2 separate regions of the Mus musculus genome follow, and region 1 is linked to region 2. The links are chromatin contacts, called in public Hi-C maps. All regions are on one chromosome and are shown on one strand. Each heading gives the region's core, a stretch centred on a gene start, on an enhancer-like site or on the middle of the called end of the contact. The rest is flanking DNA. Distances are from core to core; before and after follow the strand shown. Region 1 overlaps Gm33624 (a long non-coding RNA gene). Region 2 holds the start of Dyrk2 (dual-specificity tyrosine-(Y)-phosphorylation regulated kinase 2).

Region 1 (5,355 bases), core at 1,244-3,743, 120 kb after region 2:
GGCTGAGCCATTTCCTAACCTCCACATGGCTAATCCACCCCTCTCTGATATCCCCATTTTATTACTTACTAAAATCTATATTCCATCTTTGCTGCCCTGGGCCCAGTCATGTAGCCCTCTTGAACTGTGTTCCCCTGGGTCCTACAGGGCGGCCATGTTCTCTGACCCGCTCCTCTCTGGTGTGGGATCTTGGTTCTCCTTCTTTCGACACCTCGGATCTCCCTCCTTCCTCCTCCCTCCTCCCTCCTCCCTTGGTCCCTTGCCCAGAGAATCCTAGAAGTCCCACCTCTGCCTCTCTGCCTGACCATTGGCTATCGCCATCTTTATTTACTAATGAGAACCTACTGTGGGCAGTCCCTCAGTGTCTTCCGTTCATGGGAGACACTGAAAACAGGTTTTGGGGGGAACATAACTAGCATGAGCATAGAAGCAGCTCCAACCCTGCCCACCCTTTGTTCCTGCCTCTTGATTGGCTTCGTTTATGGTCTTACTGAAGACTCTGCCTTTTCTATATCAGCTGTACTAGACTGGACCCTTATCGTCTCCACCTTTTGTTTTATGCCTTTTGATGGAGACTTACAGGGGAAGGAGGCATGGCTCAGTGGCAAAGAATTTGCCTGGCATAGGTGAGCCTTCACGTTTCCCCCATGTTCTGGCCCCAGCAGTTTTCCCTCCCTACCACACATAAAAAAAAAAAAAAAAAAAAAAAGTTAACAAATAAATCATGCTGTGGAAAACAAGAGAACCCTTCATAAGCAATGTTACAAAATGAATCATTGTCTATATTATTTCCAATTATTTATCACTAATCCGTTGTAAGCCATTTCTATATGACTTGAGGTAATCTATAATATTATCTTCCCCAGCTTTCCCAGGACCATTTGTTGTCTTGCCCATCCCTTGAATAATCTGAAAGGTATCTTTATCGTATGCTAAATATTTTATACTCTTGGGTGTGGTCGATTATGTTACCACACCCTCGCTAAGTATTTCAGAACCCCTCCCTGTGGAAGCGGTCCGGCAGGGATTAAACATCTGTTAGCCTGGGGTGTGGCCACTTGGCCGGTGGTGGTCAGCGAAACCCCATCAGGAATGACAAACATCTCCTATAAACAGATGCTTCAGGGGCGCAAGTGGCTCACCCTGCTTCCTGTCCCTCTGGAACACCATTACAAATCTGATGGAAGTTACTCCGTCAGCCTGGGCACCCGGATGAAAGTAGAATGGAAGAAAAGTCAACTGCCCCACAAAGGATACACAGTTTGAACAAAAATCCTCCTGGCTTATCAGCTCAGAAGGCTTTGTTTTCACAGGAAAGCCCATAAAAACCTAATCTGTCTTGACTATGTTTCTGTCCTTTCTTGAGTAGGAACAAGGGGCTTAATTTAATTTTTGTGTTTTGGTTCCTGGGGATTGAACCTAACAAGTTAGATCCCTCATCCTTCATTTTTATTTTGAGATGGGGGTTCACTGAATTGGCCAAGCTGGCCCAGGCAAGGCTTAAATTTGAAATCCTCCTGCCTCAGCCTCAAGAGCTGCTGGGATCGTAGGCCTAGAGCACCAGGCTGGCCTTCATGAGCCTTATTCTTGCTTAATAATCATACCCACCTGAAATCAAAAGTAGCTGCAAGCCCCTGCTTGTCAAAACAAGACCAGAAGTGATCCAAAAACGTCGCCACAAACGGTTTCTATGCTTCGTGTTTTTCTTTCTTCATCCAGCATTTTGGAATGCAGGGAGCAAGCCACGGGGGCTGGAAAGGAAGGACAAACCCTGGCAAGAGGCTGCAGGACAGCACTTAAAATTGTGTAACAACACCACTTGGGGGATTCTAGTGTTATCTTTTGCCCCACCAGGACAAGAGCCTTAACTGCAGACTGAGTTCACGGAGCTGACTGTGAGGCCATTCTATCTGTGATGTTCACACCTGCCATCCCTCTGTGTGGGCCTGACTTAAAGCTCCACAGTACATTTATTAAAATAATTCTGCCTCTGTCTGGAAGTGACTTGTTCATGCCCAAGAGGACAAGAAGAAATCCGTAATCTAGAATATCAGACAGATGTCTTGGAGGTCCAGGAAAAATCTACAAGATCATGTCTTCCCAGCTTTGAGATTACCTTCATGACCTCGCATGTAGTCATGAATAAGAAATGATGGATTCTGGTAAAAAAAAAAAAAAAAGAAAAGAAAAGAAAAGAAAAGAAAAAGAAAAAAAAATCGCATTTGTACACGACAAGACCTGATTCTGTTCTTCTGCCCAAATTATGACAGTGAATGGTGGCCAACCTTTGGCTTGCTCTTGAGCCCAAAGTCAGAGAAAAAAATGTTATCTTTTCCAACGGCATTTCTACTCCATCCCACCTCCCCGAGCCTCCTCCGCAGCTCATCAGAGATTCACAGACATATAAATCAGAGTTGGCTCTACATACAGAAGGAGAGAGAACTGGACACCGCCCAAACAGAGATGTCATTCCCAGAACAATTAGTCACCAGCAGCACACATTCCATGCAGCGGTCAGGAGCAAGAGCCTCCCGAAATAAGTGCAGTCAAGAATCAGAGCTGTTAGGGAGAGAGAGAACACTAGTGAAGCTTCTAGCCCAGGGCCACCGTGTGGGAACTCTCCACACTGGGTACAGAAAGCCTGCTGGGGAAGCAGGGTGGGGGCTGCCAAGGACTCAGGTACACAGAAAGGGTGATGGGAAACAGAAAAAAAAAAAAAAAAAAAAAAAAGCCGATCTGGAACAAATCTAGAGTGTTCACTTCGTCCTCTCCTGGGAAGAGGTCTAAAGGCATATGCTCTATGTGGTGGTCATATGTTATAGTTATGTGTGTGATGGTTCTCACTGGGCAATCCATAGCAAGACTTGGATCTACCTGTCTGTGAAAAATATCTCACATTCATGATGAGGTTTTGCCCTCCTTGTGCCCATGAAAGGCAAGGAAGGAACACATTTTGCTCATAAGGAAACTGAGGCACAGCTGGGTGATGAAGTTGAGAAGTGATAACTGCTCTTTACTTGGGAAAATGATTCTTGGGCCCTTTCCTCTAGGCCCTGATGCCTAATTGGTAAGTTCTTTCAAGAAAAAAAAGGAAGGAAGGAAGGAAAGAAGGAAGGAAGGAAGGAAGGAAGGAAGGAAGGAAAGAAAGAAAGAAAGAAAGAAAGAAAGAAAGAAAGAAAGAAAGAGAGAGAGAGAGAGGAAAGATGGAAGGAAAGAAAGAAGGAAGAAAGGAAGGAAGAAAAGAAGGAAAGAAGGAAAGAGGGAAGGGGAAAGAAGTGGAGGAGGGGGGAGGAAGGAAGGAAGAAGAAATGAAGGGAGGGGAAGAAAGAGGGAGGAAGGGAGGAAGGGAGGGAGGACAGGAGGAAAGAAGGAGAAAGAAGGAAGGGGAAAAGAAAGAAAGAAAGAAAGAAAGAAAGAAAGAAAGGACGACCAAAAGAAAGAAACAGACAAACAAAGAAAAGGAGGAAAGAAGGAAGGAAGGAAAGAATGAAAAAAGGAAGGAAGGAAGGAAAGAAGGAAGGAAGGAAAAAATGTTGTGAATGGCTAATACTCAATCCAACCAAGAAAGATCTGCCTGAGTCCAACCTGAAGCTGAGCCCTTAGCAGCCAGTGAGATATCACTGCACACTAGGCTGGAAGGAGCCAGGCTTGGCACCTTAACCCACTTAGGTCACTGAGACTGTATCAGCAATTAAAGGACAGTCTGAAGAATGGAGAAGGTCACTGGGTCCAGCCTCCAAATGGACAACATTCTCAAGCAATTCTTTTTTGACGCTGGTAAGATTCTTCACCGTGCATGTGATATTTTAAAATTCAATTCAGCTTAAACTGTTTTAAGCTGGGATCCAATTCATTAGACTTCTTAGCATGGCAGGTTGGTTATTTTTGCCACTGTGACAGAATACCTGGCTAAAAGACATTTAAGGGGAGAAGGTTTCCCTTGGGCTCACAACTTAGGGGATACAATTCACCATGGTAGAGCAGGCATCGAGGCAGGAGCAGGGCATGCAGCTCACACTCCTCAGATCTTGGACCAACAGGAAGTATAGAGTAGACAGGAAGAGGGGTATCTTCTCCTGCACAAAACATCATGACCAAGAAGCAAGTTAGGGAGGAAAGGGTTTATTCAGCTTACACTTCCACATTGCTGTTTATCACCAAAGGAAATCAGGACTGGAACTCAAGCAGGTCAGGGAGCAGGAGCTGATGCAGAGGCCATGGAGGGATGTTACTTACTGGATTGTTTCCCCTGGCTTGCTCAGCTTGCTTTCTTATAGAACACAGGACTACCAGCCCAGGGATGACACCACCCACAATGGGCCCTCCCCCCTTGATCACTAATTGAGAAAATGCCTTACAGCTGGATCTCAGGGAGGCATTTCCTCAAGGGAGGCTCCTTCTCTGTGATAACTCCAACTTGTGTCAAGTTGACACACAAAACCAGCCAGTACAAGGGGCCAAGCTATAAAACCTCAGAGGCTACCCCCTGCAACCCATTTCTTCTAGCAAACCTGTACCTCCTAAAAGTTCTCCAATCTCTTAAAGATGTATCACCAGCTGGAAACCATCAGATCAAACACAGGAGCCCGTGGAAGGTGCACGCCAGTCAACCCACTGCACAAGACAACCCTACCTAGCACCATGCATAAAAAGTGGAACCTTCTTAGCTTTGTTGTGTTTCACTCCATAATCCAATAACCATGAAAGCAGAAGTAAGATAACACAGCTCTCCCAACCAGACTCCGGGTCTCGAACTCACCTTTTTGTCAAACAGGACATCTTGACTCAGCAAATTCTCCATTGATTGTTTCCTGTGCGGCTTTTCTTTCTCCAATAAAAATTTGGAGCAATTTTTTTTTTTTTTTTTGGACTACATTATCCTTAGATTCACTTTGGGGTGACCTTAGATGACCATGCAAAACTAAGAGAGAAAGCCATACTTAGGTGCTTAAGGGACGTGAATAGACTGGCGTGAAGCCAGTGAGATTGTGAAACCTCTGGTAAATCAATAAACTCCGAACACTGAGACATTACTAACAGCACCTCAAGCCCACCAGCACCTGCTAATTGACTCCTACTGCAGATTAGGTCAGCCCTCACGCCACCTCTCTTTAGACTCCGTTTGGCAATACCTGTAATACCAGATAGGCCAGTTAGTAACACTCAGGAAGAGTGCTAATGAGATTTAAGCTGGCACGGGAGCTATCAAAGAAACACCATCACTTTAAACCTTAATCCTGTCCTTGCTTGAAAGAAAAGAGACTTGCTAGCCTGCCTTCCACTGAGACAAGCCGGGGAGCAGTGGCCATAAAAGAGTGTGTAACAAGAAGCTTGCAGGCAGCGCTGGCAAGGCCC
Region 2 (5,501 bases), core at 2,982-5,481:
TAGGGATATTAGGGAGATTAGAGGGGTTACACGTGGAAAGTGTTGGGTATAGTCCTGAGCAGTGCCAGCTATGACCACAGCCCTTTTCAGACTTGGAATCGCCTTCTTACCAATGTTCATATGATAAACTCCTATTCATTCTTCAAAACCCAGGGCTCTCATGTCCTCTGATTATTCAATTCCCCCTCCCCCCACCCCACACCTACAGTACCATTCACAGCTTCATTTCACTCTGGTTTGACAAAAAAAAAATCACACCTATATATCCAGCTGCTGAGAAATTACAGGAGAGGGTCACCTCTAATTTTTAAGCCCTCGACAACATAAACTCAGGTCCACAGTGGGAATTTAATGAATACCTCCCGGCTAGAAGCGCGCACATCAAGAAATGTCTCTCAGAGTCATTCTTCAGCGATGGTGTTTGCATCTTCAAAAGAAAACATGAAGTCAACACTGAGGGAGTTGGGAAATATCCCAAGAGGCCCAAGTCACAAGATCTCGCTGTGCCTCCGAGGCAAAGGACAGCTGGTTAAAAAGTACCTGAGGTAGACATCTTAACAACACCCCAGAGCCTTACACATTCCAGGAGTTAAAGATATTTACTTGAAGTTTCCAGGAAGAAGAAGAAGCCTGAAATCCCAACCAAAATCAAATGCACAAAACTGACACATGGAGGACTAGGGGGAGGGGCACCCAGAAAGGCCAGACAAGCCAGGACCAGATCATAAACATAAGAACACTGAAAACTCTTCACTCTCACCTCAGCCTCTTGAAGTCAGCGACCATGGGTTGGCCCTATTTGCTAAAATACTACAATGGGTCACATTCAAGAATACAAGCTGACACTAACTAAAGGTGATGGTCCAACTCCCCAGAAATGCATGCATTAACGTGGAGAGACCCATAAAGCCCTCCTGGGAACATGCAATGTTTTAGTATTGAAAATTCTATCCGACAACAAAGGCTAAGAAGTCTGCCACTTCATCACCCTCTCGCGATACCAAAATGGCAAGCAACAGATGCTCCTCGTGCTAAGACTTCTGGGAGTTTTAAAGCCTCCCCAAATCATCTTAGAAATGATGTGTGCTGTTATGGGAAGAAAACCGTGGAGGTTAAAAAATAAAATCACTGATGAATAATTTAAGCATTAAAAGTTATAAGGATATATACCAATATCTTGGAATCTATAGAAATTAAAAGTTTTCAAAAATTTTATCATCGCCCATATATTATTATTATTTTTTAAAGCCAATGAGAATTGAGATATTTATTGGTTTTACTTTTAGGACAAGCTGACCCAAACTAAATTGCTCTAGTATACAATAAACGTCATACAAAAAAAAGAAAGCAAACTACCATGGGAAATTCCAAAGTTCATAATCCTGTCATGTGTTTAAGGGAGAAAGGGCCCCCCTGCTCTGCTCATTTTTCTTCCTGCCCTTTCTTTCTCCCTCTGCCATTCCTCCACAGTTCCTCCCAGGGGTAACTGCTCCAGAAACAAACACATAAACACTTTTGAAAATGTGGAATATTGGGACTCTGGATCTGTAAAGGTTCTAGTATTTATAATTAAGCTAATACTGGTTCCCAGAACTAGTAGTCCCAAATAGTACATTAAACGAAGACTCGGGAGGGTGTGTGACTCGGCAATACACATCAGAGTTGCCTCTGGACTCCTGACAGCTCAGTTAACCTGTGGAGTCTGCCTCCTCAGGTAAACACACAGAGGAGCCAGATCAACTCTGTGCTCCTTAATGCCTGATCTGGGAAACCTGCAATGTTACACAAACCAAGTCGAAAGTAACATTTGAAATACAAAGCTTCACTTTCAAAACGGAGCATCCAAGGATGCAGAGTAGCCGAAGTTCACCCTTCAACTACAAACAGCCATGTCACACACAGGTCACAAAGCACAGGCGTCTATCCCGAAATCGCCTTCATGGCCTTTCCTCTCTGATGCCACACAGGCTATTCTGCTAGTGACAACTTCTCCTTCACCCGGTTCCATGACATATTTCAACCGCAAAGAAGTTCTGATCAGGCTAAGGCCATCCTTACAAAAACTGGGAAACCAGAGGCAAACTGAATTATTTCTTTTCCAGTTCACACCATGTAACATGAGCACACCAACACATGGGGGAGGGGGAGCTGGGGGGAGGGGGATGGACGCTGTATTTTCCAAACTGTCAGATGATTCAAAACCAGCCAAAACCACAAAAAATCCAAACCTCTAAAACCAATGGCTGTTCCTTTGTAGGATGCCCTTGTGGCAATCACATCCCTACTAACTGCAGGCTCTCTTTCCCAGCAACAGTACAACCCAGATGAGTTAATTCTGTGTATGTCCAGCCCCTAGGATAGACCCACAAGAAAAACAGAGAGAATAACAAAACATGTCTATGAGATTATCTACCTCTCTTATATGTCTCCATTACAAACAACTAAAGTCCACCTTCTTCTCATCTCCTGTGATAAGCAAGTTTCAGTCACACATGATTCCCCACCCCCCTCCCCCAGAGATGCTCCCTGCAGGCCACAAACCATGGGTGGGTGCTCTCAACCAACTTTCACTTGGTAACAAAATCCTATGCCCTGCAAGCAACCTCACATAGAAACCATCCTAGGTTGCTCACGCTCCCAGAGAGCCTTTGGGAAAGAGACCTTTGAAACCACCACCTTCTGCAAGCGCACACCTCCTCTAGGCTCCAGGTCACCATCCAAAGGCCATCGCTGGGAGCCGAGGAAAGGTACATTCTGAAGTCACATCCAGCTTGCCAGTCTCTACAGCTACCAGTCCCAGGCTCCGCTCTCCTCCCCAGGGACTCAAGGGACAGCCCTTGTCAGGTGCCCTTCCTTTGCCACCTACAAAGCAAAGCCCAGTCTTTCCTTTTGAGCAATATCCACGTTGAGAATCCTGCGGGGGGGGGGGGGTTGTTTTGTTTTGACTACTGCTGTAGCTCTTATTTTTGTTAATGTTAATTACAATTTCTGCTGTGCTCAAACCTGTAGCTCTCATAAAACATGCTTACACACGCGGGGGACAATTGGCGGGTGCTCCCTGCTGGCTGGAGCCAGGCCTCGGAGGCTCTTTGGGGGATCGATTTTCCGGGCAGGGTAGGCTAGCTGTCCCCTAACACATACGTTTCTATAAATATCCACTACCCCTGGGGTTGGGAGTAGATGTTTACCGGGTCGGGGGGGAAGGGAGCTCTGAGAAGCAGAGATGAAAAAAGGGGGAGGGGGCGCAAGGAGGAAGTTCCCAGGAAAAGGAGCCTGGGGTGGGCGAGCACCAGAGGGAAGCAAGGGGCCCACGCCACGAATCTCCTTTGTGGCAGCAGCTCGGGGCTCGCCCAAGTTGCAGAGGGCGGCGTCGAGGACAGGCCCCTGCTAGGGGCGTGGAGATTCGGCCCTCTCTTCCCACAGTCGGAACCCAACAAGCCAGGGGTCTGCCTGGCGCCCACCCGAAGCCAGGTCTCACCGTGTGGGCTGTAGTGGTAGCGTTGCTGGCCCGGAGAGGCGGCAGGGCGATGGGGGAGGGCGGGCCGGTCCCCACTCCGCTTCGGGGAGCCCCCGCGCCGATCCCCGGGGAAGCCTGAAGCTGGCGAACGGCGGTGTCCCCTCCTCGGCCTGGGAGCCACGCGCGGGAGGAGACAAAAGAGGGTCAGGGTGGGGGAAGAGAGCCACCCAGACCCCCCGCCCCCGCCCCGGTGGGCAGCGAACCCCCTCTTCTAGGGAGAAGATGGAAGGAGACACCCGGCCCGGGAAAAGCCGGCGGCGTGCGGGAAACAAGGGGGGTCGGGACGCGACTCCCCAGCGCGCACCCGCCAGCTGCAAAGTTAAGTTCGCGACCCGGCGGGGAGCAGTGCTGGGCCGGAGCTCCGGAGCCCACGTCGCCGGGCCGGGGGAGGGGAGGGCGGGCCACCGAGAAGGCGCAGCGGCGGGGTCGCGCTCCGGATGGCCCTCGCTCGACCCGCCGGGTTCGGGGATCCCGGGGCACCAACGCGCGCAGCCCGCGCCCCACGCCGCCGACAGGGTCCCGGGGCCCTTACCGGTCGGGTAGGCGGCGGGAGCGGCGGCCGAAGGTTTCCTGGTTAACATGGCCGCGGGAGAGGAACGTGCATGGCAGTGCTGCCCTCGCCGCCGGTCCCGCCGCTACTCCTCGCCGCCGCCGCCGCCGCCTCCTGGTCGCCCCTCACGCGGGTCACCCGCGCCTCGTCGCCGCCTCGCTCCCGCTACAGCCAGACACACGCAGTCCGCTGCATCCCCTCGGCCCGGACCCGCCGCCGCGAGCCCCCCGCTCTCCTCCTCGCCGCCGCCGTCCCCCTCGTCCTCGGGCGGCTGCTGTACCCCCCGGCCCGTGCACATGCCTCGCCCTCCCCTGCCGCACCGCTGGCCTCCCCGACTCCCTCACATCGGGGCCGCGGGGAGCGGGTTGCGGCCGCCGGGACCCACTCGCTCGGGAGCCTCCTCCCGGGCCCGCGCGCGTCCGCGCACACTCGCACACACGCTCGCCCCCGCGGCTCGCGCCCGAGAAGGCCAGCCCCGCCCCCGCCGAGGCCCCGCCCCGGACTCCCCCCACCCCCCACCCCCGGCCCCAGCCACACAGGCTGGCGGCCACCCCACCCCCACCCGCCACCCCGGGAGTCCCACCCCCTCCGATCTTCCGCAGAGCCGCCCTCCGCTCCCAGGAAAACTGCGACTCCGGCTCGCCCTGTGCCTCCCCTACGGCCATCTGCCCTCTACCCGGGTCCCCCTCGCCCCTGCGACGCCCCTCCCGGCACTACCGCGCAACCTACCGCGGCCGGCCTCCTCCCGAAATTGCTGCAGAGACCACTCCCTCTTCCATCACGCCCCTAAACACCGCTCCTAATGGCTGCTCCCAGACAATACTGCGGCCCCCCACCCCTGGCCCCGACCCTAGTCCCTGTCCCTGTCCCAGTGGCCCAGCCAGCCCCTCTCCCCAGTTTATCATGGAGAGAACTTAGTTGTATGAGGGTCACCTCGGAAAGTCAGGCTCCGAGGAGGGACTGCGGCTGAGCCTGGTGACCCAAGCATGGACGAAGGAAGGGGCTGCCCTTCCACCTTCATTTCAGCCACGCACGCCCTCCCTGATTCACTGACACCGAGTGACCGCTGCCCTCCAGTCGCTAGGACAAGGGGAGGCAGACAGGCGCCTGTGGACCGCAGCTGAGGTAGCAGTTGGCTGTGGGTTGCTAGGCAAAAATAAACATCAGAGACACCTCCCATTTCCTTACAACTCCAAGCCTTTCCCCGGCGCGGCGCGGCCACTGAGACAGACACACCTTCCTTTCAGCTCTCTGCTGCACTGGTGCGACACCTCTGATTCCTCACATCCTCGGAGGAAAAGATTCCTTTTCCCTTTCCCTTCCCAGACACGTGGAGAATTTCCCCGCCCTTTTCATTTGTGGTCTATAGCCTCTGTTTCCCAGAAAGAACAAAAATTTTCTTCTCTGTCGTCGCACACCTTATGCTTTGTCGCG

The links. Hi-C and Micro-C count contacts between places; a contact is called where the count stands out from the background.
Region 1: a Hi-C map of myocytes shows a contact between it and region 2, with 5 times the contacts expected there. The contact joins the enhancer-like site here to the promoter of Dyrk2 in region 2. A contact is called at or near these places in 4 of 39 promoter capture datasets (the 3T3-L1 cell line, the C10 cell line, cancer-associated fibroblasts and 1 more), 2 of 15 datasets of contacts at CTCF or cohesin (the NIH/3T3 cell line and large pre-B cells), 30 of 484 Hi-C or Micro-C datasets (the C2C12 cell line, CD4 T cells, CD8 T cells and 19 more), 15 of 115 datasets of contacts at active chromatin or transcription factors (the 230-238 cell line, the NIH/3T3 cell line, T-cell acute lymphoblastic leukemia and 12 more) and 2 of 9 other capture datasets (adipose tissue and embryonic stem cells).

What each region holds. Positions count from the first base shown.
Region 1 is chr10:118,988,943-118,994,297 of GRCm38.p6, forward strand. It overlaps Gm33624 (a long non-coding RNA gene), which reads right to left. Exons shown (of 4, transcript XR_872094.1): 2 at 3,972-4,076; 3 at 1,609-1,751. Among named protein-coding and RNA genes, the nearest start is that of Gm33624, 16 kb to the right of the region's middle. Within about 2 kb of position 2,494, at least 56 of the 459 cell types and tissues checked have an H3K27ac peak or open chromatin away from gene starts, as enhancers often do. A contact at or near this core is called in the C2C12 cell line, the NIH/3T3 cell line, Sertoli cells and 9 more, where this site is marked.
Region 2 is chr10:118,864,672-118,870,172 of GRCm38.p6, forward strand. It overlaps Dyrk2 (dual-specificity tyrosine-(Y)-phosphorylation regulated kinase 2), which reads right to left and starts at 4,232. Exons shown (of 3, transcript NM_001014390.2): 1 at 4,050-4,232; 2 at 3,479-3,627. The coding sequence starts at 4,098.